2 separate regions of the Mus musculus genome follow, and region 1 is linked to region 2. The links are chromatin contacts, called in public HiChIP or PLAC-seq maps. All regions are on one chromosome and are shown on one strand. The core of a region is the stretch at or near the end of the contact, and the rest is flanking DNA. Distances in the headings are between cores, read along the strand shown. Region 1 overlaps Kalrn (kalirin, RhoGEF kinase). Region 2 overlaps Itgb5 (integrin beta 5).

Region 1 (6,791 bases), core at 584-3,083, 270 kb before region 2:
ACCAAAAATCTGTCACAGAATTTTGAGACCATTAAAACAAGTTTAGTGAGGAAAAAAAAAAACCTTGATTCCTCCTACACACACACACAGCTACACCCCACCCTTAGTTGAGCCACTATCTTCTTCCTCCCCTCTTTCCTTTGAGGACCTTGGGGACACTATGGAGAAGCTGTATAGAATTTGTAATTACAAGTTCCTTTGAAGAAACCAATGCCCACCAATGTCCACCAATGCCCTCTGACATCCTTAGTGTAAAGGAAGACTAAAATCAGGATTAGAGTGCGCCTCTGTTTTGAGTTAGGTGAGGAAAAATGGCTCTCTCTCTCTCTCTCTCTCTCTCTCTCCAGAGCTTGCACACACAAAGCACACTCAACACTCCCCAGTCCTGGGACTTACCCCGAACCTTTGTTGTCCAGCAAAGTAAGTGCCTACAAACTTCCACAAACCCAGACCTTAGAGTGCAGCCAGTAAAGGAGAGAAAGATAGCTTTCATAGATCCCAGGTATGGGTTCTTTTCCCTGAGGAGCCCGCACCCCCTTTCCAGCCTGTGACTGAATGATATGTGCACACCCTCCGAGAAGATGGGCTCACTACGTGTGCAGGTGGTTAGCATCAAACCAAGGATGGAGAATCAGAGGCTAGTGAGAGGCATTCAGGGTGAAACTCCCATGGGACAGACTAGGGGAAGCTGTAGAGATAGGACCCAATGAGAGCTGAGGACCAGGGTGGGAAAGGGAGAAGAAAGGAGGGAGGCAAGCAGTTGCAGGACTTTCTAGCTAACTGAACCAACCAGAATGGCTTCCAAAAGTGACCACCAGTCTGCATTGGCTCTTTAGTTGCAGGTTGGCCTCTCTTTCCAAGCATAGGCCGGCTGGGCCTGCAAAGCAGCAGTGTGTGAAGCCACTCCCATTCCAGCTGAGCTAGAAAATAGGGTGTCAGGCCAAGCATGGTAGCTTACACCTATACTCCCAGCTCCTAGGAGGTTGAGACAGGAAGCTTGCCACAAGTTCTGGGCTGCCTGAGCAACAGTGAGACGGGGTGGGGTTGGGGGTGTGAATATAGACATGAGCACTGTAGCGCTCTGCCCCCCACCGTCAGGACACAGGATGCTATAGGCACCCTCATACCCGGAATAAAAGACCACGTTTGGAAGCAACAGAGACCCAGTGAGCTGATTCTGCTTGCCTCCCAGCCTGGCCACCTACTAGCAACCTGGCGCTTTCTTCTGCCAGCTGTTGATTTTATTCAGTAGGCACGCCACAGTAGAAATTACCCTGAATGCGTTCCCCGGGCTTTGTGGAATAGGAGAGGACAGCCTCAAACTGGGAATGTGGAGGTCAGAATTGATTTCTTCTTCAGTTCCCAGGAAAAAGGAACTAGCCCTGCTAGATTTTGTGGGTTGGCACAAGTCGATACCTTACAGGCTGTGTGAGGTCCCAGGACTATCTATGATACGCTAAATGCTCTATGGATAACTGGGCCAGAAACAGGAGCATAAGGACTACACATCAGGAAGGGAACTCAGGGCACCTAGAACAGGTCTTCAACCAGTGTGTCCATTAAAGTCGCACGAGCCTTCCAGAACAGCACCCAGAACTGGCTGGAGCCAGAATCCCTGTCTGAGGCATGAGAAGTGAATGTTAGGTTCAGCCTGGGTTGAGAACCTCTGCACTAGCCCAGGCTTCCATCTTCCAAAGAGAGTCTGGGCCACAGGAAGGCACTGTACCTCTCCCAAGCCACAAGGAGCCAGGCAGAAGGAGCTCCCACCCCACACCTCACTCTCTGCACACTTAGCCTGCAGGCCTCTAGATGGCTCTAGGGTTCTTCTGCCCCTCCTTTCCCGGGCCTCCTCTAGGGCAGGAGGGGGCTGTTCCAAGACAGGCAATGGTGTTGACTCACGGGATTGTCAAGAAAAATCCAGACTTTGTAACAGAGTTGGGGCGGGCCTGCCTTTGACATTCCTTTCCTCGCCCTGGTCTCTCAGGATCCTCGCTGGAGTTGGGCCTTCTGAGATCTAATCTTCTCTCCACAGCTTCCTCTCACTGTCTCAGCAGCAGGTAGTTGTGGGCAACACCCCACAAAAGACAAAGACTATTGTGATTTCCAACTCCTGAAATCTGGAGGGGTTTTGTTTCGTTTTTTTAGTAACACACTCTGCCGTAGACCAAAATTCAGGCATGTGCCTCAATATTTCAAGCCCCTTGATGATTCTGATGCTCTGTGGGCTATGGGCTTAGCACCCCAAGCCATGAAAACTGTGACAGAATGCAGTGTGGCGTCCCATCGGGGTTTATCAAGACAGAGAATTTAGCAAGGAAGGGCAAAGCAGTTGGACTAACACATGGGCAAAGAGCTTGATAGATGCTTCGCCAGAGAAGACCCACAGGTACCAGTGCACTGAAGAGAGTCAGCATCTCTGCTCACCAGGGAAATGTAAATCAATGCTGTAATGGGATGCACTTAGATCTAATAAAATAGCTCTTAGTTATGGACACACCTCAGAAAATAGCAAGTGTCTGTAAAGATGTAAAAGAAGTTGTAATGTGGCTGGATGGCTGGGTGAGATATAAAATGTTACCATAGCTATGGAAAACACTGTAGGAAGTCCCAATATGTGTATGTAAATTATATATATATGTATATATATGTGTGTGTGTGTGCATATATACATGTATATGTGTATGTGTGTGTATATATGTATATGTGTGTGTGTATATATATATATAATTTATGACCCAGTAATCCCACTTCTGGAAGCATTTTGAAATCAATTGAAAGCAGAGACACAAACATATCTACACACTCATGTTCATAACATTGCTCATAGCATAGCAGCTACAGGTGCCCATGGACAAAAGAACACACAAAGTATGGCCTGCGAACAATGAACATTATTCAGCCTTAAAAAGGAGGAAAATCTGACACCAGCTTCCATCATGCACAGACCTTGGGAACATTATGCTAAGTAAAAGGACCCAGTCACGGAGACCAGTAGTCTATTATTTCACTTACATGGCTACTTTGAATAGTCAACTTTACATAGGCAAGAGGCAGCATGGTGATTTCCAGGGACAGGGAAGGAAGTGATGGGCAGTTAACTGTTCAGTGGGTGCAGTTTCAGTTTCCCTTCTGGAGCCCTTTGGTTGGCCAACACGCTGAATGCACGATTCTCCTAAGGTTAAACACCGTTTAAAGTCAACGTGCCTTATGGCATAGGGGTGTGTGCTTACAAACAATGAAGATTTAGTTAGCCCTGGATTCTTGGGCCCAGGCTGCAAAACCCCATCTAGGTCCCTCTCTACCATGATACATGGTGTGTGTGTGTGTGTGTGTGTGTGTGTGTGGTTTTTTTCTGTCCCTGGGTGCCTTCTTCCAGCTAAGTCTGGAATTCTGAAGAAGTGTCATAAAATACACTTGGGTGTTCAGGGAGCTGGAGCAAAGGGCAGCAGCCCAGGTGGCCCTGGCTGGATACAGGCAATTCTGTCTCTTGGACTTACCTGACAGTTTCCACTGTCATAACCTAGCTGACCTCAGGGACACTCACCCAGGCTGTGGGTAAATACTGCCAGTGGCCTGGGGACAGAGAACAAGGCTGTGAGAATTGACATCGCGGTGTAAATCTTCATCCACTTAAAAACAGCACCACCTTCACTTTGTTGAGTTCCTCTGGACCAGTTTTAGGGCTAAAGCTTTCATAGCAATAAATTATATTTTGCTCGTTTTATAGACTAGGTGACTTGCCCTGGCTGCTTAGCTCCCAGATGGTGCCCTCAGGGCCTGGCCTTCCCTTCGGCTCAGCATCCTCCCAAGGCTGAAGGCATCAGAATTTAGTGAGCTCTTTAACTTTAGTGGGCTTCCATCTGCGGCTCCCTGAGTTGAACAGTACTTGGATGAGGATTTAGACAGCACTGGCCCCACCACAAAGGCCACACCAGCCAGACATGGCAGCTCAGGCTGGTAACCCTGGCACTCGAGAGACAAAGGCAGGAAGATCACTGAGGCTAGCCTGGGCTAGAGAGCAGGGTCCTGCCTCCAAACGACAAAATAAAACACACTGCAGCATACGTTTCCGACTCCCCCTCTCACTTCTGACATTAAATTCTCCCCCCACCCCAAAAAAGGGAAGCAAGCAGAGATAGATTGTGTCCTGTGTGTTTGTCTGTCATGTGGGGAAGTCAGGGTAGCAGGGACCAGAGGCCACTGTTTACACTGTACCTGTGGTCCAGAAGTGAAGAAGGTATATGCTGGTACTCAGCTAGCTCTCCCTTTCTTTTGAGTGCAGGACCCAGCTCATCAAATAGCGTTGTCCACTGTTAGGGCGGTTTCCCCCCTCCATTACCTAATGTGAGATGGTCCCACAGACAGCACCAGAGGCTGGTTTTCTTGCTGATTCTACAGCCTGTCCAGCTGACATCAGTATTAACTGGGAACTTGATCTACTATGAAGTCTTGGGGCAGAACTTATCTGCCTCTGACAGGGGCCACCCTAGCCTTGAAGCTGTTGCAGTCTGCCCAACAGACAGCACATTCCACCACTGAAATCCCAGATGCCAAACCCCCAAAAGTTGAGGATCTCTCTCCTGGTCTTGTTGGTATCCAATCCAGAGAGTTAATGGTTCTGGCCTTTGCCTTAGTCCAGAGCCCCAGCAATGAAATAGTTGTCCACAGTTAGGGCAGTCTTCCCACCTCCATTAGCCTAATGTGAGATGGTCCCTCACAGACCAGGGCACCCTCTAAAGGCCTGATCTCACACACACACACACACACACACACACACACTTTTTGGTATAATAACCTTGGGTTTCATATTACTCTGCCATACCTAAAACCATAAGAAACTAAAAAGGCATAAAGGATAGTCTAAAAACAATTCCTTTGGGACATGAAGCAACTGGTTACAAACTGCAGCTAGCTGTCCTCCAGTCCCTCTTTATTTGTACAAGTTATATGTGAATTTAGAGTCCGCTGCCTCATGGAATCTTGGGAGCGTGATGCATGAGTGGACAGTGGGTTCCTGCACTACCCATACGATCTCACCCCACGATAACACTGCCTTTATACTACACCTGCAGTAAAAAAACAGTCAGGTGGTTTGGTCCCAGTCTGTTGGGGAAGCGGCTCGAACTGTGACAGAAGCTCTTGGGAGGTGGAAGCAGGAAGATCGGAAGTCCTGGGCAATCCTGGCTACACAGCAAGTTCAAGCTCATCAGGACTGGATGGGATTCTTTCCCAAACCACAATGCTATTGGCACCTGAAACAAATCATTGAATCAGAAGTATTGTAATTGATCCGGGTGTGGTGGCGCACGCCTTTAATCCTAGCACTCAGGAGGCAGAGGCAGAGAGATCTCTGTGATTTCAAGACCAGCCTGGTCAACAGAGTGAGTTCCAAGACAGCCAGGGCTACACAGAGAAACCCCATCTTGGAAAAAAAAATAAAAAATAAGTTAGAATTAAAACTTCCCCTTTTTAAAATAGAATTAAAAAAAAAACAAAAAAAATAGAATAAAAGCTGCAAATGGCTCTTGATTATGTTTAATTTCACCTGGGAAATTTGGATTCCTTGGGCTTCTGGAACCCTAGAATTGCAGAAGATGATGGATTCACCCCTCTCCTAATATAGGTGACCCCTTCTTCAGAGGCCCCGACAGGAGGTGAGCCAGGCATGACAGGAAAAGCCTCAGAAACTGGGGTTCATAATCCCAGGAACCTGTCAGACTTGAGTAGTCCCAACACTAGGAAGTTCCTTACACTTAGTCCTCAAATCTAGATTCTTGCTTCCTGCCCAGGCCAGGAAGTTCTCCTTTCCCATCCCCACCCAACTCTTCTCACTCCCTGTCCACTGTCTACTTCCAATCCTTTTCTGGAATGAAGTGCTGTGCGTTATATATAAAATGTTAGATGTTAGGGGCCTGCAGAGATGACTCAGCAGTTAAGAGTGCTGACTGCTCTTTCCAGAGGACCCAAATCTGGTTCCCAGCACGAGCACGCACACGCGCGCACACACACACACACACACACACACACACACACACACACACACACGGTAGCTCACAACCACCTGGAACTTCACTCACAGAGGATCTGACACCCTCTTCTGAACTCCACAGGCACACACACGGTACATGTGCTTACATGCAGGCAAAACACCCATATACATAAAATAAATATCTCCAAATTGCCCAATTCTCCTCTCATAAGGCGTAAGAACCTAGCAGTCTCTCCCCAAATCTTCTATTAAATGCTTCAAATAAAGCTCGTCAGACCCAGGACTCCTGAGTTCTTTAAAGTGATTATTTGTGTCCGTGGGTTGATGGTCCTGTTTGATATCCTTGGGATGGGAACTCTGTAGCCCAGCCTTAATCTGCATGTGGCCTGGACTCTTGTTTACAGACTCTGACCTGGTGTTCTCTGACAAAGGACTTCACGGCCTTCTACTCTGGATGTCTGCAGGCTGCTCAGATCTGAGTTCTTACTCCAACAGTCAGCCCTTCATTCTGCTGTTTGGGCTGAAATGGTCATTTTTATTACCTCCCCCAGCCTTCCTGAATTGCCTCTAGGAATTCTAAAAAGAATGTCTGTTTTCTGTCTCCAAACTAGATAAGCGCCTGCGGTGATCTGAAGTAGTTAGCCTAAATTACTTAACGTTAACTGTGCCAAACACAGAACAAATATCTTCACTTTGAGGTACAATTTATCAGACCGGACCACATAAACTTTACACTTTTATAGTCAAAAATGACTGACAATCAGCATACTTTGTATGTTTCTGGTTTTGTTTTTGTCTTTTG
Region 2 (6,971 bases), core at 355-2,854:
ACAGGGACTCAGAATAAACTTTTTTTTTTCTTAAACTTCCTTTAAAGGAAGAGCCATTATTTTCCTTTATGGTATTTACAGACACCACCAGCCCAAGCCTACTTTGAATTGTTACACAAGAAACTCACTTCACAAGCTCCTGTCTTCCTCAGAATGCTTAGCCAAAGATCAGGAGACTATAGCTGAGTCCTATCTGGTTCTCACACAAAAGAGAACAGAGTCTGGTTTCTCCAAATAGGATTAACACTCAACACTACAAAGAGACCAGAACGTATAGCCTGGGAGTGCAGCTCAGTGTAGATCAAGGCCCCCGGAATCAATCCCTAACCCTGTGAGCAACTCAGTCAAAAGAGGACAAAACGTCCCGCAGGGTTAAAGCGCTTGCCTAACGTGCATAACACCTTAGGTTCAATCCTCAGTACCACGCACAAACAAAACAAGGAAAGAACCCAGAAAAGAAACCCTTGAGGCTGGCCTAGCAGCACAGGTGCTGGAAATACAGGCGCAGGAGGAGTGTAAATTCAAGACTTGCCTAGGCTAGAGAGCAAATTCAAAGCCAGCCCAGACAACTTAGTAAGACTGTCTCATATTTTAAAAACAAAAAAAACAACAACAACAAAACGAAAAACCTGGAGAGGTAAGGTGATGGGCTAAAGAGGTGATTATTCAGTACAACCTCGTACGCAAACATCTAGAACAAGTCAGAGCCGGGTGAATGAGCCAGCACCTGATCAGCCTCTGATGGAAAGTTCTGTGGCTCTTGTCCCACCCACTCTGCCCCTCCCCTCTCCCACCCCAGTACACATACCTCTTTGGAGCACCAGGCACATTTTGGGTGGATCAACAGGCATTCTTCACACGAGGTGGCACTTCCACTAGTGCATATGTTGAGCCCTTCAAAGCAAGATGAAAATCCATCAGTCAGTTTCTAGCTATAAACATCATTGGCAGGGAAGGAGGGATGAGGGCTCAGCCAAAGCGCTTGCTGCTCTCTCAGAGAACCAGAGCCTGGTTCCCAGCACTCCTATCAGGCAGCCCACGACCACCTGCAACCAGCTCCAAGGAACAGGATGCCTTCCCCTGACCTTCCTAATAATAATAATAAATAATAATAAATTAAATTTAAAAGCATGACTAATGAAGTAAGTCTCAGAGTGCCCCGGTGAGGACCAGCATGGGAGTCACTCCCTTAACAGGTCTGAGGCTATAAAGAACCCCAGTGCTAACTTCAGGTTTTGCTGGGGCTAAGGCAGTCTCTGAAGTCTCGGCTAACCATGTGCATTAGTTAGCAACTCCTGCTCCTGCTGGGTCAACGAGGCTTCTCTTTTCCCTTTTAGTAAGCAAATGCTCCCCTTTATGATGGAAAAGGTCTTCTTACACTCAGAGAACCCAAAAATAGGGTGGTGGTAAAAAAAGAGATCAGTTTCATTTAGATGTTAAAAGAGAAAAAAGAAAAAAGAAAGAAATCCCAAATCCAATTACTCTGGATATTAACTCATCAAAATCTACAGTTATTTAAAGAAGGCCAGCAGGCGCACACCCTTAGTGGAGAAACAAGAGACTGGTAAGATAAAGGGAGCCATTGATTCAGCAAATCTACTAGCAGGCCAAGGAGGGAAAACCTGTCAGTGTCCAATAGGTAACAAAGAAAGCACTGGGCGTAGTCACTCGGAGGAGGCAGGAGAATCAGGAGCTAGACCAGCCCTGAGCTACACAGGGATTTATTTCCAGACTGGCTAAGCTATGTAGGGAGACTTTTCCCAAAACTCGGTGTGGTGGTGCCTTTATCCCTGCACTCTAGAGGCAGGCAGGTCTCTGTGAGTTCCCTGTTAGCCAGGGCTACATAGTGAGACCTTATCAACGGAGGGAGGGAGGGAGGGAGGGAGAAAGGAAGGTAGGAAGGAAGGTAGGAAGGAAGGAAGGAAGGAAGGAAGGAAGGAAGGAAGGAAGGAATTGAGGAAGGAATTGAGGAAGGAAGGAAGGAAAAGGGTAGGAAAGGGAAGGGACAGTTATTCAGGGGCTGTGAGGATGACTCAGAAGGAAGAGGAAGCAGGAGTTCAAATCCCTAAAAAGCCTGGCCAGGCCACACACAGCTGTAACCCCAACACTGTTGGGGAAGCAGAGACAAGAAAATGGCTGGGGCTTGCTGACTACCAGCCTACCTCAGCTTCTGTGAGGGGCCATGCCTCAAAGGAGTTTGTTTTTGAGACAGGGTTTCGCTGTGTAGCTTGGTTGTCCTGGAACTCACTCCGTAGCCCAGGCTGACCTCTAACTCACAGAGATCCGCCTGCCTCTGCCTCCAGAGAGCTGGGATTAAAGGAGTGAGCCACCACCACCCTGCAACAAATGACTTTTAAAAATTAATTCTTGGGATATATAGCCCTGGTTCACTCCAAATAAGGTGTATGCATGCAAGCCCACCCCAAATAAAGGAATACTCACAAACTTTAAAATTAATTCATTAATTCATTCATTCATGGGCTGGAGAGATGGCTCAGGGGTTAAGAACACTGAATTTCTTCCTGAGGTCCTCAGTTCAATTCTCAGCAACCACATAGTGGCTCACAACCATCTGTAATGGGATCCTATGCCCTCTTCTGGTGTGTCTGAAGACAGTTACAGTGTATTCATATACATAAAATAAATAAAATCTTTTTTAAAAAAATTAGGGCTGGAGAGATGGCTCAGCGTTAAGAGCACTGACTGCTCTTCCTGAGGTCCCCAGTTTAATTCCCAGCAACCACGTGGTGGCTCACAACCATCCATAGTGAGATCTGACGCCCTCTTCTGGGGTGTCTGAAGACAGCTACAGTGTACTTACATATAATAATAAATCTTTTAAAAAACAAAGCCAAAAAACTTTTAAAAATAAATAAAATAAAATAATTCAACACACATTTTTGATCATTAAAAAAAATATATATCAGAGCACTTGGGAGGCAGAGGCAGGCGGATCTCTGAGTTTGAGGCCAGCCTGGTCTACAAAGTGAGTTCCAGGACAGCCAGGGTTAAACAGAGAAACCCTGTCTCGGAAAACAAAACAAAAAATCCGAAGCTAGTATTAGAAGGAAACTTCAAAGCCAGATGAGCCCCCACTGAGCTGGGGGAGAGGTCTTAGTGTGGAAATGAGATGAAATCTAAGGCTCTCTCTCCTTCCTCCTCACCTGCGCCAACAGCACAGGTGTCCTTGGTAACCTGCCCATGCCCATCTTTCCCTTCCTCTGAGAAAAAGAGCCTCTGGCCAAGAGCAGAGCTTTTCTCTGAATGAGAAGGATCCAATTAAGACCCGCGTTCCCCTGGCCGCTGCCTTGTACAGAGGACGGGGCATGCACACTGGACGGAGGAAGGAGGTTCCCAGCCTTTGTTACAAGAATATGCCAGCCTGCCTGACAAAAGTTCTGCTCTGGAGGGAGGAAGATAAGGCAAGGAAAGGAAAACCAAAAGAATGAAGAAAATACTGGGAAGCAGCAGAGTGTTCCCAAGTTCCACTAAGTATCATAAAAATAATTATGTATCTTAACGTAACATTTAACAGTGGTTAAAGGGACTGGCCAGACAAGCCTGATGACCTAATTAAATCTCTGGAATCCCAGTATGGAGGAATGAGAAAACAAATGCCACAAGGTTGTCCTTTGACCTCCAGACACACATACCGCAGCACAAATGAGCACTCGAGTGCATATGCACGCACACACACACACAAATAAAAAATAAACTAATATTGTAAATAATCAGTACAGTTCTATATGCTAACAGCAAGCTATCTGAAAAAGAAAGAAACAATCCCATATACAACATCAAAACACAAGCGAATAACTTAGAAATAAATTTCAATAATAAAGGAGATTTCCAATCTTAAAAAAAAAAAAAAAAGAGAAGAGAAGAGAAGAGAAGGGAGGGGAGGGGAGGGGAGGGGAGGGCTGGAGATGGCTCTGGCTAGATCCTGAGTTCAATTCCCAGCAAGCACACCTTCACAATTCCCAGATCACAATCATCTACAATGGGATCTGAAGCCCTCTTCTGTCATGTAGGTATACATACATGTAAGAGAGTACTCATAAGCATAAATAAATCTTTAAAAGGGGGAGGGAGGGGCTCAAGAGAAGGCTCAGCAGTTATGAGCACTGGTTGCTCTTGAAGTGGACATGGTAGCTCACAACCTTTTATAACTCTAGTTCCAGAGAATCCAGGGCTGCCTCCTGACCTCTGCAGGAATCAGATACACACATGGTACATGTGCATGTGTGCAGCAAAACATTCATACACATTACACGTAAAAACAAAACGGAGGGACATGTATGTGGGTTGGATCACTGTTAAAAGACTCATGCTACCCAAATGGATCTGCAGAGTCCTATTCAAGCCCTATGCATTTTTCACTAAAATTGTTTTAAGAAATTCTAAAATTCATCTCAAAGAGCTAAAGCAGTTTTGAGCAAAAAGAATAAAGCCGCAGGTATCATATTCTCCAATTTCAAATATACCACCAAGCTACAATGTCAGTGAGGAGGGATAGAGAGACACAGCCCCCGACTGTCACCCTCAGCTGCCTGGAGCTCCCTAGCCTTTTAGGGCCTTGACTGAGCCCAAACCAGGGTTCATGGCTTCACCACTGGAAAGAATTTCAGGACTAGCCAGTTTGTCAGGCACAGTCAGGAGATTTTTATTGAAGACATTTTAGTATAAGCTTAAGAAGAAAGTAAGCCACACCCGAGTGTGAGTTTGAGCTTCTCACTGGAGAGTAAGCAATGAAGGGTCTTAGCATTCCTTGTATGGGCCATTCTGGGGTCTCTCAAGGTACTGCAAGAGTTGCTAACAGACTTATTTTTATTTTGTATGTGCACAGCACACATGCCTGAGGTCGTCAGATCTCCCGGAACTGGAGTTAGAGACGCTTTGTTAGCCTCCACAGGCCATTAGAAACCCAACCTGGGTCCTCTTCCAGAATCACAAATGCTCTTAGTCACTGAGCCATTATCTCTCCAGGGTCTCTTTGCCTTTTGGCAAGAGAAATGCCTTGCAGAGGATTATAATCTGATAAGGTAAAGCCAGAAGCCACTAGGGTTGCTCAGGGTTTTAGAGGGCCTTTCTCGGGAAATGTGGCTTCCTGGATTCCTAGAAAGCTGCAAGGTTTACAGAAGGGATGGGGGAAGGAAGGCCTTGAGTAGCCGTAGCCGGCGATGGTTCTTGCTTTTCTGCAGAGGGGTTCCTGTCCTCCTCATGTCCCAAAGGTTCTCCCTGCCTTTCATCCTGCCTCCAAACCAATCCAGTATTGACTGCCTCTGCCTCTGCCCCATCTCACCCTCCTCCCACCAAAAAAAAAAAAAAAAAAAAGAAAAAAAGAAAAGGCGATACACAATGGAACAAAACAGAGCCCGTAAAATAAATCTTCACATTTATGGTCAACAGATTCTCAGCACTGGTGCTAACAGCCACAATAAAAGCTTAGTCCCTTCAGTAGGCAGTGTTGTCAGTGGCCGCCCACGGGCAACCCTTGACTCACCCACATGCAAAAGGCAACTCAAGATGGATTACAGACTCAGTGCTCGGATGTCGCTCAGGCCAGTGCTTGTCTGGCATGCAGCAAGCTCTGGGCTCCATCAGTACCTCATACACATCTGTAAACCCAGCGCTGGGGAAGAGGAAGCAGGGAGGTTCAAAGGTCAAGGACATCCTCATCTACACAGCAAGTTCAAGGCTAGCCTGGACTACCTAAGACCCTATCTCAAGGGTACGAACAGATGACCCCAAAGTTAAGAAAGTATATACTGCTATGCCTAGGATCCTCTCTGCTTCCCAGAACCCAGGTTGGGCAGCTCACAATCACCTGTAACTCTGGCTCTAAGGAGGCATATGCCTTTAAGCCCAACATTTGGGAGGCAGACTCAGGATAGATAGTGAAAACCCGCCTCATTTTTTAAATTATATTTTATTTTTCTTTTAAAGCAGTTTTTTATTAGATATTTTCTTTATTTACATTTCAAATGCTATCCCAAAAGTTTCCTATACCCTCCCCCCTCATTTTTTTCTTTAAAATTAGTCTATAAATGTAATGAAATGTTAAGCTTTTAATAATGAAATCCAGTCATTGGTGACAAGAAAAATCTGGAGGATATTATTTTTGGGGTTCTCAAGAGAGGGTCTCTCTGTATAGTCATAACTGTCCTAGAACTCACTGTGTAGATGAAGCTGGCCTCGAACTCACAGAGATCCACCTGCCTCTGCCTCTCGAGTGCTAGGACTATAGGCATGTGCCACCACTGCCCAGTGTAATAAAAGAAATAAGCCAGGCACAGAAGGACAGAGCCTTGTTAGCCACATGCTGCAAGCTCGTGGAATCTAAAACTCAATCTTACAGAAGCAGAGAATTTGGTAGTGGCTGAGGGAGGACGGGGGGGGGGGGGGGGGGGGCAGAGGACACCCAGTGCCCAGGTACAGGTAAGTGGTGGAGAGATGAAAGAGAAAGGTGTGTGCACAGTGAAGAGAGGGGGAACTGGAGACTCGAGGGTAAAGACGAGCCTGATGTAGTAGCCTGTTCAGCCACCCGAGGCCACGGTGAGGCCCTGTGCTGACACCGAGGACCATGTCTGGGTCCATGGCCCTGTGGCAGTGGGGTCTGTGTTGGTGTCTCTGGCCCATCTTATCACCAGGCCACTTAGGACCCTGCTGATGCCTGAGGGCTGGCCCTGGGGGTGTAAGGAGAGTGAAAGCTGGCCTGCTCTTTGCTTTGGCCCTCGGGTGAGCAGGGTCCTTGCCAGGGTAGTGCTGGAGAGCTGGCCCCAACGGTGTGAGAGAAGGAGAGCCACCACCCAGGCCACCACCCAGACCCAGATCCAGGGCTTTGAGTTGGTCCGGTCCAACTTCGAACCCATCTATGAGTCTATGAACGTCTGGAGCATGTGAAGGGGCCAGTCCTGCAGATCCAAAGCTGCAGGCTCTCCATGACTCAGGACAACAACAGGCTATCCAAG

Evidence for each region. HiChIP or PLAC-seq counts read pairs in DNA pulled down with a chosen protein or histone mark.
Region 1: a contact with region 2 is called in an H3K27ac HiChIP or PLAC-seq map of extraembryonic endoderm stem cells. The contact joins two enhancer-like sites. A contact is called at or near these places in 3 of 39 promoter capture datasets (the 3T3-L1 cell line, hematopoietic stem and progenitor cells and hippocampal neurons), 2 of 15 datasets of contacts at CTCF or cohesin (the NIH/3T3 cell line and large pre-B cells), 3 of 484 Hi-C or Micro-C datasets (B cells, the P5424 cell line and cortical neurons) and 19 of 115 datasets of contacts at active chromatin or transcription factors (CD8 T cells, bone marrow-derived macrophages, craniofacial prominence and 13 more).

Annotation. Positions count from the first base shown.
Region 1 is chr16:34,107,748-34,114,538 of GRCm38.p6, reverse strand. All of the region lies in intron 34 of Kalrn (kalirin, RhoGEF kinase), which reads left to right. Among named protein-coding and RNA genes, the nearest start is that of Gm41448, 9.0 kb to the left of the region's middle. Within about 2 kb of position 1,833, at least 37 of the 459 cell types and tissues checked have an H3K27ac peak or open chromatin away from gene starts, as enhancers often do. A contact at or near this core is called in bone marrow-derived macrophages and extraembryonic endoderm stem cells, where this site is marked.
Region 2 is chr16:33,838,909-33,845,879 of GRCm38.p6, reverse strand. It overlaps Itgb5 (integrin beta 5), which reads right to left. Exons shown (of 15, transcript NM_001145884.1): 2 at 809-894. Among named protein-coding and RNA genes, the nearest start is that of Itgb5, 13 kb to the right of the region's middle. Within about 2 kb of position 1,604, at least 18 of the 459 cell types and tissues checked have an H3K27ac peak or open chromatin away from gene starts, as enhancers often do. A contact at or near this core is called in bone marrow-derived macrophages and extraembryonic endoderm stem cells, where this site is marked.